Regions from separate parts of the Triticum aestivum genome. Here region 2 is linked to region 1. The links are chromatin contacts, called in public Hi-C maps. All regions are on one chromosome and are shown on one strand. Each heading gives the region's core, a stretch centred on a gene start, on an enhancer-like site or on the middle of the called end of the contact. The rest is flanking DNA. Distances are from core to core; before and after follow the strand shown.

Region 1 (5,264 bases), core at 1,307-3,806:
ATGCAAACACATTCAGTACTTCACTTGTTCTCATCTCACTTTAATTGCAAAATGACAATTCTAGTGGAACTCAAAAACCTGTATTTTTTTTGCTGGTTTGATAAGCCAGCAGATATTTTATTTTTGCTGAAACCACAATGACAATGACACTTGTGGTTGTTCGATCCCACTATCACTCAATTCGTGTACTGAAACCACAATGACAATTTGGTTCTGACTAACCTCTGCTATATATGTCCAGTAGGATTGTACTCTTGCAAGCCAGAACCAACTCAAGAAGTAGATTTATTAGATCTCGGAATTTTTAGAACCGTATTTTTTTTGTTGTGAGTTCACTAGTTCATTAGCATAAATGCAGTCACTGTTTAACACTCTTGACTGTATATTTGACTGTTCACTATATATTGATTGTATATTTCAGATCATACAATGACAATCTTGACTGTACAACAATAATCGGCGGCGCCGGCAGCCGAATCAGACGAAGTGGCTGGTCCTGCGAGTGGCAGCGGTGGTCGCCTATGTGGCGCAGGTGGGCAGCGGTGGTCGCCCTCATGGCAGCAGCGCAGGTGGGCGGTGGCGCTGGGCCCGAGGGTGGATGCGCTGGTCGCTCCCGTGGGCGGTGGTAGGCAAGGTACGTAGGTGGGCGACGGTGATCGAGCTGCGCGGGTGGCCGGCGTTGGTCGCCTCCATGGCGGCGGTGCAGGCGGGCGGCGGCGTTGGACCCCAATGGTGGCTCGCGCGGGCGGCGGGGTTGTCTAAGTTTTTTTTGTTGTTGCAAAAATCACCATGAACTACGTCTGTGACAAGCTTTCCTTTAGTTTTTATCTCTTGACCCGTACTCTATCATCTTTTTAATTTATTTATTTGAACCAGAAACCGAATCAATATTTCTATCCGTCATCCTTCATTACTTTCACCTGACATATGGGGATGGCTGACATGAGGGCGTCCAAACAAAATATCTGTACCACGTGACCAGGTACAGGTCCAGAGTAAGCCCTTAACAGAGCCAACGTCCGTCCGCTCCCCCGTCGGGAACTGTCAGTACGTACACTGTGGCCTGCAGCGTATACATCGTTTTGAATTCATGTATTCCTTTGACAGTGACCTGCAGAACAGATCTCGATGCTTGCCTGGGCGGCTCAGATTTCGGGTTCACCTGGACCTGAGAGCCAAAACGCCCCGCTGCATTGTTAAATTCCACAGGGGAAATGATAGTACGTACGTAGAAATGGCATCATGGTGACGGCATTTTTTTTAAAGAAATAAAGAATTAAGTAGCTCATCTAAAGCTTTAGTGCAAATCTGTGTTTATTTTTCTAAATGAATCTTTAATGAATCAAATCTTGTTTAAGAGCTTCATCATCCATGTGTTAGACCCAGTCAAAGAGCTCTGCCCAGTCGGTCATGCCGTCGGCGAGCTCCTCATCGGCGCCTCCCTGCTTCTGCTGCTGCTGCACGGAGCGGTAGGCGTCGCTGGACGACGGGACGTCGTTGGCTGCATGCCTTTTCCTCTTCTGACCCTTTCCCACTTCAACATCCTGATTGGGCGACGCAAGCGCGGCGGACGACGACGCCGGGTCCTCAGAGCGGCATCCTCCGGCGGCGGCAGTGCACGGCCGGCGGTCGAACTGCCGCAAGCTGCCTGACCTTGTGTACAGCCGGCACAAGCTGAACTCGCTCCTCACCTACAAACAAGCACAAAAAATGCATAAATAAACATTTAAAGATGCTGTAACTGCTAGTAGCTGATTTGCATATCTCTTCACGTCTCAAATAACCAGTTGACCACGGGCACGTATGTATAGCAAATTAGCCACAGGCAGCTTTCGCAATCAGCATTCGATCATGGCTCTTCACTGCATGAAAGAACATCCGGCATATGGCGAATTGGCGAAAAGAATGGCAACTTGTGATTAACTTGTGATTCTAATATACTACTAGGACTGAGTATCATCATCTAACTAAAACGCGTTTATATTTGTTAATTACCTGGAGCCGAGCGGCGGCATCAGCACCGTCGTCGTCGAAGGCCCTGTACTCGTTCATCTTCCACTTGGTCTTGGCTCCGGCCGGTGCGCGGCCGCGGTAGAACACCATGGTCTTCTTGGTCCCGACGGGGCGGCCATCGGCGGAGTAGACCAACCCTGGCGTGCCCGCCGCCTTCCAGTAGCCTGACGGCGTCGTGCGGCTGGGCCGCCCGCCCCGTGCCTCCCGGTCCTGCCGCGCGCAGAAGTAGAACCACGGCTCCCCGTGCCCTGCACACGCTCCCCGGTGCACCTCTGCACGCACATACACATTCAGTTAGCAATGATAGCAGTTCGCTGCTAATAGCAGTGCATTACACATGTGTATATCTTGGTTCGTGCCTGGGAGCTGCCAGGGGTCGAGGGAGCAGACGTCGGCGACGGGGATGACGCGCTCGATGTCGCCGCGGCGGCGGCCGTCGAGCATGTGCCGGAGGTAGAAGCGCACCAGCTCCTCCTCCGTAGGGTAGAAGCGGTACCCGGCAGGCAGCTCGCCCATGGCACACGTCCAGTCGATATTGTGGAGCTCGAATGGAATGGGAACTGCGTGTGTGGTCTACGTCTGTGGAGCGTGGGGTTATATAGGACGGCGCGAGGGAGAAATTTCTCATGCTGCTGTGGAAAAACGTAGCGAGAGAGAGTGGGGAGTTTGCGGTGTGCGGTGGGGAGGAAGGACTCGGTCAGTCTCAGCCGTGTTCATATTTCACTTTTCTTAGTTATACTTACTTATATAAGAGTCTTAGTTAACGAGTGTTGATTCAGTTTTGGATTTAACTAGCCTGGCTGCCTACACCGGTCACCATCTTCCAAATGACGTGACTACGCGTGGGCGTGGCACGGAAAGAGTAACATGAAAATAATGTAGATGTAGATATTTTTTTTCGAGCCTTGGAACAATTGTTCTAAGGTATATTTTTCATATAATTGTAAAGAATATGCTACATGGGTGAGGAGAAAAGAGAGGAACAAAAAAGGTCCAAAGGGGTAAAACAGAATTATCTACTTCCTGCTCTATGTATGAACTCCATAAGATAGAGATTATTGTCTATCCACTGTGAACAAGGGCGTACCCAAGTTGAGCTACTCGGGTGCACAGGACACTAGGTGCAGGATGTTTTCTTTGTAAGTTTGATGCAAAATATAGTGTGTGACGCCTCATCTTTAGATGACAAATATGAGTGATCATATTGCTAGGACACCTGGTCATCTTCTCTCTAGCTCCGCCCCTGACTGTGAATACAAAAATCTGCATGCTTCTCCTTGATTTTGAATTGAACAAGCTTGAGATCATTTTTTAGAGCTGATCTCCAGTTTTGGATACAGGATTGTAAAGCTCTGAAGATCTTGCCATTTCTCTGAAGCCAATGTTCTCGCAGCCTAAAATTGTGATTTTCATGCCAAAAGCTTTGGGCAGTTGTTCATTGGAAAACATAGTTTCTTCATAGACAGATGTACCTCTCCTTTTTATTTATTTTTTTGAAACAAGGCAAAAGGCTTGCCATTTTCATTGAATAAGAAGAAGGTTTAAGAGTCTTGGCCAAAAGATCAGATTACAAGCATCACTCTCGCGGCATTATATTACACAAATATTTCGCCCCGGCAAGGCACCACAGCGAAATTTCTGCTTTGACGCGAGTCACAAGCACCCCGACCGGAATTGCCGTGCTGCGGAACACACGTGCATTTCGCTCTTTCCAAATTTCCCAAGAGATAAGAAGCATAAGGGAAAGAAGTGCCCTTCGAGATTGTGACCTCCCGGAAGTTATGTTGCGCCACCACTCCTTGACGGAAACCATGCCTCCCCAATTCGTAGGATGGACATCATGTAAACCGAGCCATGTTTTGATCATTCCCCAAACTCTAACCGTGTAACGACATTGGAAGAGAAGGTGAGCTGCTGATTCTGGCGTTTGTTTGCATAGCGGGCAAAGGTTACAGTTGGGCCCCTACGCTGAAGCCGGTCTGCCGTCCAAATCCTATTGTTGATGGCCAACCAAGCAAAAAAATTGCATTTGGGAGGAGCCCAGTTCTTCCAGACCAAAAGAGGCATATCTGAGTCGATAAGGCCAAGAAATTGTGCACGGTATGCCGTCGCCGCCGAATATTGGCCATCATTGGTGAGCTTCCAGGAAATTGAATCAGCCACGCCGGGGTTGAGGTGAATGTGTGATAGCTCACTCCAAAGGTTGACGAACTCGGCTATGTGGTTCACATCAAGGTTCCCACCAATGTCCACTCTGGAGACCCATGAGTTATTATGTAAGGCCTTCTGGACAGTGCAGTTTTTTCTTGCAGAGATCACAAAAATATTTGGCGCGATGTCTTTGGGTCTCATACCATTCAGCCAAGCAGACTCCCAAAACGAAGCCCTTATCCCATCTCCAATCAGAACCTTGGTGGCAGCAGCAAATATGTCTTTATCTTTGTCATCACACGGGTTCCCCAAGTTTACCCAAGGCTTACTTGGATCCGTCCAAGCTCCCCACAACCACCGGATGCGAAGGGCAGTAGCAAATTTTTCCAAGTTGAGAATACCTAGGCCGCCATGCATTTTAGATTTGCACACTTGCTCCCAGTTGATTTTGCATTTTCCACCAGAAATCTTGTCACAACCAGCCCAGAGATATGCACGCCGCAGGGAGTCGATCTTTTTCATGACCTCCACAGGGAGGTTTAGCACCGTCAAGTAATATATAGCAATCGCCGTTACAACCGACTTGACAAGCACAACCCTTCCAGGCGATGCGACGTGTTTGCCCATCCAAGGCGTAAGTTGAGCCGCAATCTTATCCTCGAGGGGTTGGAAGTGGATTCTATTTAATCTTTTGATCGACAACGGCAGACCCAGGTATTTCATAGGGAAAGACGATCGGTTGGCCGGGAAGAAGAGGAGGATATCATTCAGATCCAAGTTGTCACATCGGATTGGGGCCACTAGGCTTTTCGAGAAGTTGGTATGCATGCCTGTAATCTCTCCAAAGTGGGCCAGCGTGTCCACAAAGAACTTGACTTCGGTTTTGATGGGAGCAAGAAAAACAGCCGCGTCATCCGCGTAGAGGGACGCCCTGATCGTCATAGCGTTACCACCAAGAGGGTGCAGCTTTCCTTTGGCAGTAGCCTTCTTGAGAATATGGTGTAGAGGATCGATCGCCAGGACGAAAAGGAGGGGGGATAGAGGATCTCCTTGCCTCAAGCCCTTCCAAGCTTAATTGGGTTGCCCGGAATACCGTTGAG
Region 2 (5,264 bases), core at 1,371-3,870, 160 kb after region 1:
AGTTGAAACCCCGGCCTCGGCATCAATTAATGCACACATCCACTTTGTAAAAAATACGATAGCCAGTTTTTTCTGAGCTAGCAGTGAAGCAAGCGAAAAAAAAGCTAAGCGAGTAATCAGGGAGGCAGTTGAGCTGGGAGCGAGAGTTTCATGTGCTAGCCCATGTGAGCGCTATAACAACAATTCATTGTTTCAACGTGAAATGAGAGCTCCCAAAGGGCTCACATAATCAACATCGACTGACATCGAGGCCGAAACGTGCGAGGACTCCACAACCATGCACCTAATAACTCCACTCTTCTCTCAGAACAAATATCGTCCCCAACAGAAGCCCAACTTGATATACGAATGAAAAGAACATCGTCAAAACATTATTAAAATTCAAGCCAGCGTAGATAAACCAAAACGAAACAGCCAACAAAATAACCTGCTAGAGAAAAAAGAGTTGATCCCATGAACGAAGAACGGCGTGACAAAGGACACGTTAGCCTCGAAAGTATAAATTATGTGGACTGGATTACTGGAAGGAACCTCCATCGAACCGTTTCAGTTAGTAGTAGTTTATTTAACTGAAAGATAGAGCATGAACAGAGCCACCTTAGTCTGAATCACTGTGTTAACTGAACTGACCAACGTGACTTGGAAAGTTGGAATTGGCAAAGACAAGCTAAAGAACAATGAGATGGAGCAGAGGCCAGAGGAAAGGCTAACAAACAGTGCTACTCGTATCATTTTCCATTTTAGCGAGGGAACACAATATCAAAATTCATAAGATGCCTTCTTATGGAGTATCGTCTCACGGTTTCCCGCGCTAGGACCAAGCTATTTATAGTTATCTAAAATGCAAAGACTAAAAAGTTCAGACTTCTGAACTCCTGACATCCATTCAAGTAACCAAAACATAATGCAAACAGAGGAGCGGCCAAATATAATTCCTCAAGGAAGTGACCCATAAGTACAACATGTTTTCAAGACCTCCAACAGTGTATGGTAGTTCGAATTGCTGCAATCTAAACAGATGCAGTTTGGATTGACAAACCATTTTACATCAATTATTGTCACAACTCATATAGAACGATCTCATCAAAAGACCGGACTGATCACCAGGAAGATACACCCACCTAGCCATCTCTCTAGATAATAACAGAAGGCAACTGAACAACGAATCCGCCATGGAACTTCAACAATTGTGCCACACAAGCACATGTGAGACAACTAGTAGAGTTCCTCCTCTTGGTGGGTTTGAATGACGCAATCCGCCTTGGGGTATGAAATACAGGTCAGAAGGTATCCCTCACCCATCTGGTTCTCATCGAGGAAGGAGCCCTCCGACTGATCAACCTCCCCGGTAGTCATCTTGCCCGCGCATGTGGAGCACGATCCGGCGCGGCAGGAGAATGGCAGCTCCACTCCAGCATTTTCAGCTGCCTCGAGAATGTAGGTGTCTTCAGGGGCCTCAAACTCGTGCTCTTCACCGTCTGGGCTTATGAGCTTCACCTTGTGCACGGCCGCGGCAGACACCCTGAACTTGTTTGACATCCTTAGGCCAGACAAGTTTGGTGTTTGCTTGGCGTAACCGATGAAGGAAGCGCTCCTGATCGCCGGAGCAACAGCCCGGGAACCAGACCCGAATTTAGCAAAGGACACTCCTGGAGCAGTGGCAGTTGACATCTTGCTGATACTGAAGAAAACACAGAATTAGGTCGAAATAAAGTATAACGGCAGAATTAAGTATCACAACTTTGTAAACTTGTAATCATATACTGCTATTATGATCACCAAAATTCCTAGCTGCACAGCTTTTAGGTTGTAATCATGCATATGATCAACATTAGTCCTATCTGCAAAGCTTAAGAGTGGTCCATTTCCCGGATGGCACATTCACAGGTACAGCAGAGTATGTGGTTGTCTGGTAGAACAACACCAACACCAAATCACTGTCCCGATTTAAACCGGTTCAAATTAGAAGCCCCTAATAACTTGGCAAGTGGATTTCTTGTACAAAAGCCAGTTCTGTCCCCACTTTCCAGAGTTCAGCATGATATGGACAGTAGTACGGTGCTAAGGGCCAAAAACCTATCGACCAGGCACAGATCCGGCGAGCGCATGGACTCGCCGGTCGCCGGCACATGACACTGGAGCCGGGGGCGCATCACAACCAAGGCGGCGATCTACAGCAACAAACAACGGGGCAGCCTAGCGGCGAGCGGGGCGCGGCGTGCGATCGATCAATCAACACGGAAGCGAAGAGGGTGGCGGATCGACAGGCGGGGTGCGTACCTCCTCCGACGAAACAGACGGGGGAGAAGGCGGCGCTGATCTCGCAGGCGAGGCGAGGAGAGGCGGCGGAGGCTGGTTGGACTTTGGGATCGCGAGATGCTGTGGGGGGTGGTGAGGTGGCCAGCACGCGTACGGCGCCTTATTAATAGGGGGGAGGGGTGGCAGACTCTCTGCTGCAGTGCTCGGCTCTGTCTGTCTGCCCGCTGGCCCTGGCTGCCGGGCACGCGCCTCTTCCGTCCTCGCGCTGGGTGGGCCGTGGGTCGCCTCCCCGCGGCTGGCGGCTTGGGCGAAAGGCCGCGGCTGGCCGGTGTGGAGTGCCAAAGCATCGCGCCAGGGCGACCTAGGCCAATTTTTCCTCTGCTTCTTATTTCGAGAGGGATCGTCACTGGAGTAGTTTAGTTCACGGCTCTGATTAGATCAGGCGGCCGCTCTCGGCGTGGGGCGCGCCGCTTGGCAGGGCTCAGGGGCCGGATCGGGCAAGCGGGTAGGTGGGCAGCCCCTGCTGACACCGGGGACCCACGCGCCGGTTCCACTAAAAAAGGAGAATCAAAGGCGCATCAAGCAGACAAACTCAAAGCGGACTAGCGCAGTCAGAGCCGCACATCAGGCTTGATAGGGGTCAAATCACGCAAAACATAGCACAACAGAGATTGGGCACCATGAGCAAAGCAGATTTATGTTATTTAATCACCAGGTAGAGGCAGGCAGTTTACAACTCAGAATATAGCAATGAATCAGCTCCGTTCGAGTGGAGTTTTCATTTCGCGAGAAATATATTAACATTGAGGTTGCCACAATCAATCAAAATCTGCAGTAACTGTTCATCTCACCGATCTGGCAATCGTTGATTAGCACAATGGCATCAGCATGGTACAGTGGTTTTGGAGCCAGAAAATGACAATTAGCGGGAGTATCACAGCATCCTCTGGTGCCGGGTCATGCCACCGAGGAGCCAACCACAGTTATCAACTGCGCAAAAACGTGGGCAAACCTCTGTCTGTGTCATGCCGCGATCAGAAGCCTATGGATCCTTCTTCATAGGGAACCATCCATCAGACAGACTGATTGGTGCGATGCAACGCAGCGGCTGATACATACGTACATAACGGTGATTGTTACATGCACAGGGACCAAAATTAGATACATGTCGCAGCATTCACCTCACTTGACATGCAAAACCAGCAAGCCTGCAACATGGACGAAATCATATCAGCTGAGGACGCTTACAGAGAGATACATCTTATGGAGAATACTAGCTTGGTTTGATGCAGGTAAAGAACTAACTGCTGCCCGTTAGGTTATGTAAATATATGATCTGAGATATAAGATATGTGAACAGTACTAACAGCTGGCAACAATATACGTTGCCTACCAAAGAACGTTAAATTGATAAACTTGACCGATCAACAGTCTGTGAGCAATAATGTGTGTTGCCTACAAAAGAACGTTGTCATCATCATGGATGCTTTGGTCCAATCTTTTCTATTGTCTTGATTCACATAGAGTGAGAGCGCGTGTCTGTGAGCTTGCCCACCCATGTTTGAGGCACAGCCTTCACAGGGTGCCTCACTTCTATTAAAAAACACCCTGGGTGCTAATGTCTATTGGTCGAGTTGTTTTAGTTTATATAAAGAAAAAAGTCCATTTTACTACCCTGAAGAAAATGGTTGGTTCATATAACCCCCTGATCTTTCTTTTTTTGTTCCCTTGACCCCCTGATCTATCCGATACCGTTCAGAAATAGTTATGGGTGATTTGCTCAGGTGGTTTGCTGACATGGACGTAGTCAAAGCAGTTTGTTGACCAGTGTTGACGTGGACATACTCTCTGTGGCATTAATTTTACAGAAAAGCCCCTAAAAGCTAGAAACTCTATCAGCCGGCCACACCAAGCCTCGTGGCCGAACGACGGCGAGCGTGGGCGCAGAGCAGAGGAGGCCCAACCAGGCAACCAGCATCTTATGCAGTTTGGTCCCCAGCATGGTGGTGCACGCCAGTCTTGCTGATGCCCTGCCTCCGCTGCAATTTTCTTCCGACAAGGAACGAGCAAGCCAGCGGCGGGACGCAGCATGTGGCGCGGCTCCATGGCGGTGCAACCTAGGCTAGCGGACTGGTCAGTCAGCCGGTGGCGGTGCGCCAACCACAACGGTGACCGAGCTCCGGGCTCACCTAGCGCTAGCGCGTGAACTTTGGAGGAGGCTGTGGAGCACCGGAGGCAGTTTGACTCCTGGCCATGATGCGCCTCGCCTGTGCGCGCGCACAGACCACAGGGTCGCCGGAGCGGGCCTGGACAGCGCCAGGGAGCGACGGCGAGGAGAGGCTGCGCACAGGCGCACACTGTTGTGGGGCCGCGCTGGCCGGTGGTAGCGGTGAAGCGTGGCTTTCCCGGAGCGGCGCCTGCAGAGGCTCACATGGCAGCCACGGTTGGTGCTTTGCAGGGGCGACCGCGGGTGCTCGGGGAGCTCCGGACTTGTGTCTATGGTGGCAGCGTGGGGATGCCGTCGACTGAAGCAGTCCCATGGTGGCCTCGTCTAGAGGAGAGCCTCGTCCCCATCGGCTGGGAGAGAAGGGAGGGGTAGTCGTGGAGTGCCGACTGGAGAGCCGGGCCGTAGGAAAGCACGACGGGAGAACTGGTGGCCAGGAAGTAGACGCTGGAGGTCGTCCCCGAAGCCCACGACGGCGTGGTCGGCCGTGGCGCTGCTGGGGCAGCCGGCCAGGGGGAGAACCCACCGTAGGCGGCCGAGGATGAGGACTGAGCGCCGGCTGCCCTCTTCACCTGACGACAGGGCCCTACTGGTCAACAAACCACTTTGACCACATCCACATCAGCAAACCACTTAAACAAACCAACCCAAGACTATTTTTAAACAGTATTGGACAGATCAGGGGGTTAAGGGAGCAGAAAAAATGATCAGGGGGTTATGTGAACCAACCATTTTCTTCAGGGTAGTAAAATGGACTTTTTTCTTTATATAATGCAGCTTA

The links. A called contact is a pair of places that touch in the nucleus more often than the background predicts.
Region 2: a contact with region 1 is called in a Hi-C map of leaf, with 3 times the contacts expected there. The contact joins the promoter of LOC123182177 here to the promoter of LOC123159358 in region 1. A contact is called at or near these places in 2 of 5 Hi-C or Micro-C datasets (both in leaf).

The regions. Positions count from the first base shown.
Region 1 is chr1D:373,796,406-373,801,669 of IWGSC CS RefSeq v2.1, forward strand. It overlaps LOC123159358 (NAC domain-containing protein 90), which reads right to left and starts at 2,557. Exons shown (of 3, transcript XM_044577188.1): 1 at 2,373-2,557; 2 at 1,996-2,285; 3 at 773-1,691. The coding sequence starts at 2,529. The coding sequence ends at 1,377.
Region 2 is chr1D:373,952,221-373,957,484 of IWGSC CS RefSeq v2.1, forward strand. LOC123182177 (ferredoxin-6, chloroplastic) reads right to left here and starts at 2,621. Exons shown (of 2, transcript XM_044594654.1): 1 at 2,281-2,621; 2 at 903-1,681. The coding sequence starts at 2,606. The coding sequence ends at 1,216. LOC123182176 reads right to left here. Exons shown (of 5, transcript XM_044594653.1): 5 at 3,005-3,467. The coding sequence ends at 3,442.